Linked DNA regions of Danio rerio: regions 1 and 3 are each linked to region 2. Evidence: chromatin contacts called from public HiCAR-type and Micro-C data. All regions are on one chromosome and are shown on one strand. Each heading gives the region's core, a stretch centred on a gene start, on an enhancer-like site or on the middle of the called end of the contact. The rest is flanking DNA. Distances are from core to core; before and after follow the strand shown. Region 1 holds the start of si:ch211-39i2.2. Region 2 holds the start of hars (histidyl-tRNA synthetase). Region 3 holds the start of brd8b (bromodomain containing 8b).

Region 1 (2,816 bases), core at 282-2,781, 370 kb before region 2:
TGCGTGCGAAATTAATGAGCAATTCTGATTAGGCATACGGCTTTTTTTGACAACAGCAACACATTGTATTCTTTTGAGATACTATTATTAAAAGAAAAAAATATATTGAAAGATAATTCATTGGATTTCCATTTCAAGTGTTTGCAAAGAATTTATTTGGGTTGAGTTTAAACAAGTTACATTATTTAATTTGTTTAAATTTAGCACACAAAGCAACAGAAGATATCACTCTTTTCAGTGAATGTTTACATGAAAATAATGTAATGAGATTAAATAAGTTATTTAGTTCATTTTTTTTTATAAAGACTGAGGCTATAAGTCAAAGCTATTTTCAGAGGATCTGCTGCAAACAGCTAAATGTTCTGTGTATTATATATTATAGCAACCTAGACATTGGTGATAGCTACGGGTTTTTTTTTTTTTTTCTTTCGTAACAATTACAGACTCATTCTAGTGACGCACTGCATGCTTTTACTCTAGACATGTTTTTGCTTGATTTTTTTCCAAAGTGGGTGACTATTAAGAATAATTGTAAAACCTTGTCTTAAGATGATTCCAAACCATAAATATCCTTCTCATTCAAACACAAAACAAGCCTTTGCTGGTCCACGCTGACTTAACAATTGAAATCAATGGAGAGTAAGAGACAGCCATATTTGGGTGAACTGTTCCTTTAAGTTGAAAGGGCCGCTAAACTGGATTTTACTGGCTGCCTTTCTGGTCATGTGAATCTCACCTGTGAATAATCACATTTCATACTTACTGGAAATCACTTGGCTATATAGTACTATAGGCTACATTGGTGTGTTTTGTCATTAACAAATTATATATATATATAATTTTTTTTATTTTTTTAAACTTAACAACACATGTTTTATAGAACTTATAGATACATTTTTCTAATGAGTATCTACTTAAGATTAGATCATTAAAACCCAGAAAAATTATATATGGCATTATGATAACAAGCACTAGCAAGCATCCGTTACACTTCTAAAACCTAAAACTGTAATCATTATTTTTTATAAAGTACGTCATATAGTTGAAACCAGATAACTCTAAAAAATGTCTGATGGTAAATCATACTAAACTTTTAATGTTTTAGGTCCGTTAAGATTACCTAAATGATTTACATCATGATTTACAATGCCAGAATAATACAAATTGTTCTTTTTTTATTATTATTATTCTTTTTGGTTTATTTCTAGACAGTCAGAAGTGTGCATGTCCCTGGCATTTTCTGCCAGGGACACAATACTGGCGGTTCATTCCGCTGCGGTGACCCCTAATGAATAAAAAGGACTGAGCCGAAAGAAAACGAATGAATAATACAACACAATACAATCAGCAGTATAAACGCAAGAAGTAGTAATGTTGCATGTACTCTAGTAGTCTGACGATGGTCACGTGTTCTCATCATGTCGCCCATCCCACAATCTCCAGCTGATGCAACAACAGCGCTCACTGCTCAGTATATAACCCGGCAGCTAGGAGGAAGACGGCGCTTCTCAACCTTACGCATTCATGGAAGAAACAAAGAAACCGTCAGTGGAAGAGTTAGGTGAGGTCTCGGGGAAACAGTCGGAGGAAATCACGCTAAAATGGTCTATACACAAGCTCTGGTGTTCGGCATGTCCGTCAGGAATGAGCCGGAAAACCTAACGCTGGCGGAGGACCTAAGCCTCATCCCGGGGCTCAGAGGAGACGGAGAGCCGCTCCAGCACTGCGGTAGACTCATGAAGGCACAAAGCTTCTCCAGTAAGTTCACTCACTCCTGAAGTATAATGAAAAACACTATTGGGGAAACTGGCTCATGTTGGCACAGTCGCTAAACATTTTGTAATATAACGCCAAAAGTTTTAACTTTGTATGTTGGTTTTAAATATTGGATTTCAAAATTGAGGGGAGACTGGGAATCACAATGACTGTATAGTTCACCCAAACGTGAAGTTTTGTAATTTAGCTACTCGTTACACATTTGATTTTTTTTTTCGTACACACAAAAATTGGGGTAAAGTTGGTTTTATATTCTGACTGTTACGACCTCTTGATGTTAGACTAGGTATTGAAGTAAATAACATTTATATTGTGACAGTTTTGTGTAATATGGGAGAAGAACCTTGCATCAAGCAAAATACGGCCAAAAAGATAATTTATAGTACAAAAATCAAAGCTAAACAGAAAATAGTAATGATAAAGAAGAATAATATAGATAACAACAACGAAAATTAATTATATGCAACTTTTATAATAACCAAAATAATCCAAAAATAATAAACCATGCAGGGGAGGACAAAGTGGTGCTGAAAGAAAAGAAAATAACAAAAACGAAAATCAAACTACCTCAACATAATCCTTTAACCTAACTGAAAACAAAATGATCGAAAGCAAGTCATCGGTGTTTACACGCCCTAACTTTTTCTAAATATAATTTAAGAAAAGTATTGTTTTGCTAGTTTTAAATAGAGAAATCATGCTAACAGCCAATGACTATCAAAATACAAAATTGTTCAGTCAAATAAATCGTGCTTATGTTGATTTTGAAGTCATACTTGTAAGCGATTTCAGACCAAACTTATTAAATATCTAGTACCATGGTAAGCAATATAAGAACAGTTTCACAAGTTGTCAATGAAAGAATGTGCGAATATAAAATTTCACATTTGAATACAATACTTCACCTCAATACAAAAAAAAGTATTATTATTATAATATATGATTACTATTTGGTTATATTAAATATGTACTAAACAATGTTTATAACCCATAAAATACTTGTATAAAATCTAGGTTTATGGACAAATATTTGAAACCAT
Region 2 (2,872 bases), core at 19-2,518:
ACACACACACCAATGTCACAATACCAGACAGTCCAACAGAGTTCACAGGTGAAGCATCCAATCCCACAAACAGCCCAGATAATCCAGGAGAGCAGTGATGACGGTGATGATGGCGGTGGCGGTGGAATCCGTGGAACAAGCAGGAAGAACAGGAGAAAAGTGGTGAGCAACCCAGTCACTAGGGGCCCATAAGAGAGGCATCACAGCAACGAGAAGGCAAAACACGAGAGGAGGCCGTCAAAATCTACCAGCAGCCCCAGAATCACGCCAAAACTCACAGTTTAACCAAATAAAGGCCCTTCTGTCACAAATGCGCATTTCTGTATAAATTAAAAACGAGTGTTTCAAACTTTCAAATGCCACAGACCCCCTTTCTAAAATGTTTTTTTTTTTTTTTTACGTGTTAATACAATCACACACAGAGTGTGTGCATTCATAGAATAATTTATTATTGTTCATAATCATAATATTAATATAATAATAGCAACATAACAATATAAATTACTATTATTACTTCTACTACTACTTTTATTATTATTTTCAAAAAGCCCTTGAGGTCCCTTGGACCAAAAAAACCCGGATTTACCCCAATTTCTCCAAACTTTTATTCATTAATATGTGTATTTTTAACTTACATTTTAATGATTCTGGATTATAGATATGTTATAAACCCACATTTATAACTATACGCCTCAGCGCTTGATCTGACAGAGATCACGTGATTAATGTCAATGGACACCGGTACTTTCTGATATTCATTCTTACCCCAACATCCACTACTGCTGATTAATACAAATAAATATTATTTTTAATGTATCCATTTAAATGTTACATGCTGTATTATTGACGTCCACCATGACAGAGAGATTGCATCAGCAGGCTAACGGTTAGCGTCATCATGCCGCATGTCTAAGGTGAATGAACATTACTTCATATCTTAAATAATGACACTGAAAGCAAACACATTTACTAAAAGAGCTCATAGCCTGCCATACTGATGTGATCTAAACATCCATGCATCATCTCATATGAATGATTCGGTAGCAGCCATTGACCACACCATGTGTTTCTTCATTAGGCGTTGAAATAAACATCTCAGAGTTCATACTGACCTGTTCTTTGCTCGCTTTCTCACTTTTGAGTTTTCTGACCACCTCTCCTTGTGTTTTAATCGCCTCTTGCAGCTGTGCTTTATCGGCCATGGTGCTCCAGAAACACAGCCGATGAAGAACCTGCGACCGAACTGCAGATACTGCGGGCGCCGTCGCAGGCGTTTGACGTCGCTAGTGCGCCTGCTCAAAGGAACACTAGAGGGCGAGTCATGGCATAAATAAAACAAAATAAAAAAGAAAACATTAAAATGAATTGCTAGTTTAAGATTTTGTAAGATTTTGAATACAGTTAAGTAAATGAGAACATTATTTATTTATTTATCTATTTATTTATTTATTTATTTATTCATTCATTCATTCATTCATTCATTCATTCATTCATTCATTTATTTATTTATTTATTTATTTATTTATTTATTTATTTATTTATTTATTTATTTATTTATCTGTTTGTTTGTTTGTTTTGTTTATTACATAATGCTTGTGTGGTTATTATATACCAATATTACTACCACCACAAATAGTAATTAATAATAATAATAATAATAATAATAATAAGAATAATAATAATAATATTGTTGTTGTTGTTATTATTATTATTAATTTGTATTATTATCATTATTATTGTTGTTGTTGTTTTTGTTGTTGTTGTTGCTTTTGTTTAACAAAAATATTTCATTATTATTATTATTTATTTTGTTTATTACATAATGTGTGTGTAGTTATAACAACTTATTATTGCTTTTGTTAAAAAACATGTTTGTGGTTGTTATATAATATTAACAATTCTTATTTTTCTTTTTATTTTTATTTTTCTTCTTTTTGTTGTTGTTGTTGTTGTTGTTGAAACAAAATGTTATAAAAAATTATATTATTATTACTATTTTATTATTATTAATAATAATAATTTCGTATAATAAAATATTTTGTGGATAATATTTACTACTTTTACTACTAACTCAAATAATAATAATAATAATAATAATAATAATAATAATAATAATTGTTAATATTTGTAGTAGTATTGGTCATAGTATTTTAGAATAATGCAGTGCTAAAGCTAGTTTTAAATTTGTAATACATAAATCTTCATAATTATATTCTGTAATCTGTAATATTTGAATAAATTTTATATCAAATAAAATTTTTGTCTGTATGTCTTTTTAAAATTAATTTCAGTTATCAAGCTTAATTTTTAAATACATTTTTAGATAATAAATATATTACTGATAATATGATAAATGTTAATCAAATATTATAATTTTAAATAAGTCACATGAATGCTTCCTCTAAATTTCTGTTTGTCGTTTTGTTTAAACAAATTTCATGTACGGTATGTATTTCTCTACAGCAGGGCTGTCAAACTCAGTTCCTGGAGAGCCACAGCCCTGCACAGTTTAGTTCAAACCCAGCTCCAACATTCTAACCTATAGATTTCTTTCAAACAAGCCTGAAGGACTCAATTAGTTTGATCAGGTGGGTTTAATTAGGGTTGGAACTAAACTGTGCAGAGCTGCAGCCCTCCAGGAACTGAATTTGACAACTGGGATCTACAGCTACTCACTGTGAGCAAGTAAAAACACTTCACATGATTTGAGATCTGAGCTGCATGCATTGCTTTAAAATGAGCTCATCCAACCCTACCCCTCACAGTGATGTCACTAGAAATGCAATCTCAGCTTGCATCATAAAGGCTGCATTCAGATACTATTGAACGATTTTACCATCAGAGCCGTGAGCTTATAAACACTAACTCAATA
Region 3 (2,792 bases), core at 274-2,773, 320 kb before region 2:
GCGCCTTGGGCGGAACGCGGGAGCGGCCTGGGTCTACCCGTACTCGGTACCTCTAAATACCCGAAAAGTACAATGTACTAGTTTTTAGTCTTTAAGATACAAAAGATTCACAAATATTATCATAATTCATGTGAGGGTTGTTACATTAAATGATTTAAGTCTGTAGAATGTATGTTATTATTAAAAAATATATAATTATACATTTTAGTTTGATTTAACGTTAAATTCGTTAAAAGAAAGCTTTTCTAACACGTTGATTACTTGAATCCAGGGATTTAAAGGTCCTCCAACTCAAACTACTTACCTGTAACGTTAATAAATGTAACTTAGTATAAACTTGTTATTTTGTAGTACATCATGTGTCCGTTCAATAAAACCGTATTATAATTAATGAAACCGTATTATAATTATTAAACAGCCTATAATTATTTTCCTATTTTAATGTGTTTTTTAATCTATTTTTATAACCATGTTTAAAGACGCACAAATAACGTTAATCTATTATCTGTGCGTCTTTAAACATGTTCTTAAAAATGTTTGTGAATTAATATTTGAAGTAACTAAACTTAGCCGGAGATGTTTGAAAGTTTACCCTTTGAATAAAGTAACAACATCTAACGTTAACGTTAAGTTACTTCGACATGTTTGCCTTTGTGCAACGGAAACGGACGCAGTGATTACTGAGGTAAATTATATTTTATAGTCGCACATTAGCACTTCAGCAAAGTTTTGTTAGCAAATTCTAAATAGGGAAATCGTATTAGCAGCCATGTCAAAGTATAACTTTGTTCACAGTCATTTAAATTGTGCTAATGTTGTTTTAAATTCAGTTTTGCTTGCAATTTCAAACAAACATTCGACGTAGCGTGGTGATGACAAACAATACAGGGACACAAGTTGATAATATAAACCCAAATTCCTTCAGTGAGTAGTGAGAATTGAGGTAAAGTTGGTTTTATAATGGCACATGCGTCGAGGGGCCTTACACTAACGTTAAATAAGTTATTCGGACTGACATCGCATGCATGACTTCATTACCACTATCTAGTTGACTGCGAACAATGTTGTACTTCGATAGTCATTGGCTGATCATATAATTTCCCGATTTAGAATTTGCAAGTAATACTTTTCTTATATTATATTATTAAGGAGAATGTGCGAATAAAGACAGCTTTACCTCAATCGCCTAACAGGCTCGTTTACAACAACAACAAAACCGTCTTAGTAAATGATTATTTGCATTATTTGTCTATTATTGGCATTTTGTATGTTATATATAACACATTTCATAAAGAAACACGGAATCGTAGATTGAGTTTAAGGCCGAACGGCAGATAACATTAGCGCGGTTAAATTAACGTTACCGACATTAACACCAATCAAGACCTCAATATACAACAAAAAAGTTTCAAAATAAACAAAATGATTATAAACTTACCTTCTTTTGTGTTTCTTTTTAGTTCGTCGGCGCCCGGACTGTCGATGTCTCTCGCCAGGTTTAGGGTCCATCAATTTGACGTCACACTCATTAAGGGGTGAACATGAGGTGACCCAGGCCGCGAGCGCGTGTACAGATGATGATTGGAGAATGGCAGGTCACGTGTGCTAGCCTTCTCTGGTTTCACCGTGTACGTAATGCAATTTTATGATTAAATATTTATATCTACATGTTATAGTTTTATTTATATATGTGTAAGTTAATAATATACATTATAAACAATAATAATAATAATTATTATTATTGTTATTGTTTTTATTATTATTATTTGTACTATTGTTGTTGTTGTTGTTATGTTAATAATCTTCTTTGAGCAACTGGGATGGTGACCCTCTTGGAGTTCGTTATAAAATTACGACGAGATCACAAATCAAATGAGATTTACATTTACTTCACGATGATGAACAAACTTTTTAATAAGTTTGACTCAAGTTACTTCATGAAGCATTAATAACGTAGTTTCTTTTACAGCCACCAGGTGTCAGCAGCTCACCACAAAATGAACGCTGGCCATAACTCACTCTTATCGAGAGCCCTGAACTTGCTTACCTCAAAATCAGCACAATATGAGACACCTATACTTTTTTATTCGTTTTATTGGAATGTAAACCGCTTATAAAAATGTTCTCAGTCATCATAGTTGTGATTACTGAAATATAGGGCTAGCACACCAAGGTTCCTCCTGTTAGGGGACCTATTCTGTAATTAGTTTCGAAATCATTGCTAATGAGTTCGCACTGAGGCGATATCCGCATTGATTTGACAGCAATATTCTAATGTACTTAATAAAAAGCAATAATTCTAAAAGGATCAAACCACCTGGGATGATCTAGCTATAGTTTAAGCAGGCATACTTGTCAGAGGAAATGTGCTTATTTGTCAGGAGGTGCTACCGTTAACATTACAATATAAGCATTTTGTCAGCAGAATCTATTTATCAGGATAAACCTGTAGTGAATGTGCCTTTGTCAGGCAAAATAAATAACTCCAGCAACTCTAACATTAGGCCTAACCTGGCAAACACTGCAGTGCATTAGTTGGCAATTACATTTTAATGCGGCAGCAACTGTTTATGCAATCAGAACCATACTTTTAATCATCTTTGCTTATCTTTTATGCCAATTACAGTGATCTAATCAGCTTATTACCTAGCTTATAACAGCATTTTCACAACCTAATCTAAAAAACATGAAGGTTGTCCCCAATGTAATTTTATTTAAACACACTTTACAATAACTGTACATGAATAATGATGTATTAATATGTAAATTAAATGAAGTGGTGTAAAGTAACT

The links. Hi-C and Micro-C count contacts between places; a contact is called where the count stands out from the background. HiCAR-type assays count read pairs that join an accessible place to other places.
Region 1: a HiCAR-type map of caudal fin shows a contact between it and region 2, with 4 times the contacts expected there. The contact joins the promoter of si:ch211-39i2.2 here to the promoter of hars in region 2. A contact is called at or near these places in 2 of 4 datasets of contacts at active chromatin or transcription factors (caudal fin and embryo).
Region 3: a contact with region 2 is called in a Micro-C map of caudal fin, with 6 times the contacts expected there. The contact joins the promoter of brd8b here to the promoter of hars in region 2. A contact is called at or near these places in 2 of 18 Hi-C or Micro-C datasets (caudal fin and an unstated tissue) and 2 of 4 datasets of contacts at active chromatin or transcription factors (gastrula embryo and pancreas).

The regions. Positions count from the first base shown.
Region 1 is chr14:8,283,485-8,286,300 of GRCz12tu, reverse strand. si:ch211-39i2.2 reads left to right here and starts at 1,531. Exons shown (of 2, transcript NM_001258317.1): 1 at 1,531-1,758. The coding sequence starts at 1,602.
Region 2 is chr14:7,916,125-7,918,996 of GRCz12tu, reverse strand. It overlaps hars (histidyl-tRNA synthetase), which reads right to left and starts at 1,268. Exons shown (of 13, transcript NM_001302262.1): 1 at 1,113-1,268. The coding sequence starts at 1,202.
Region 3 is chr14:8,237,079-8,239,870 of GRCz12tu, reverse strand. brd8b (bromodomain containing 8b) reads right to left here and starts at 1,523. Exons shown (of 19, transcript NM_212777.2): 1 at 1,439-1,523.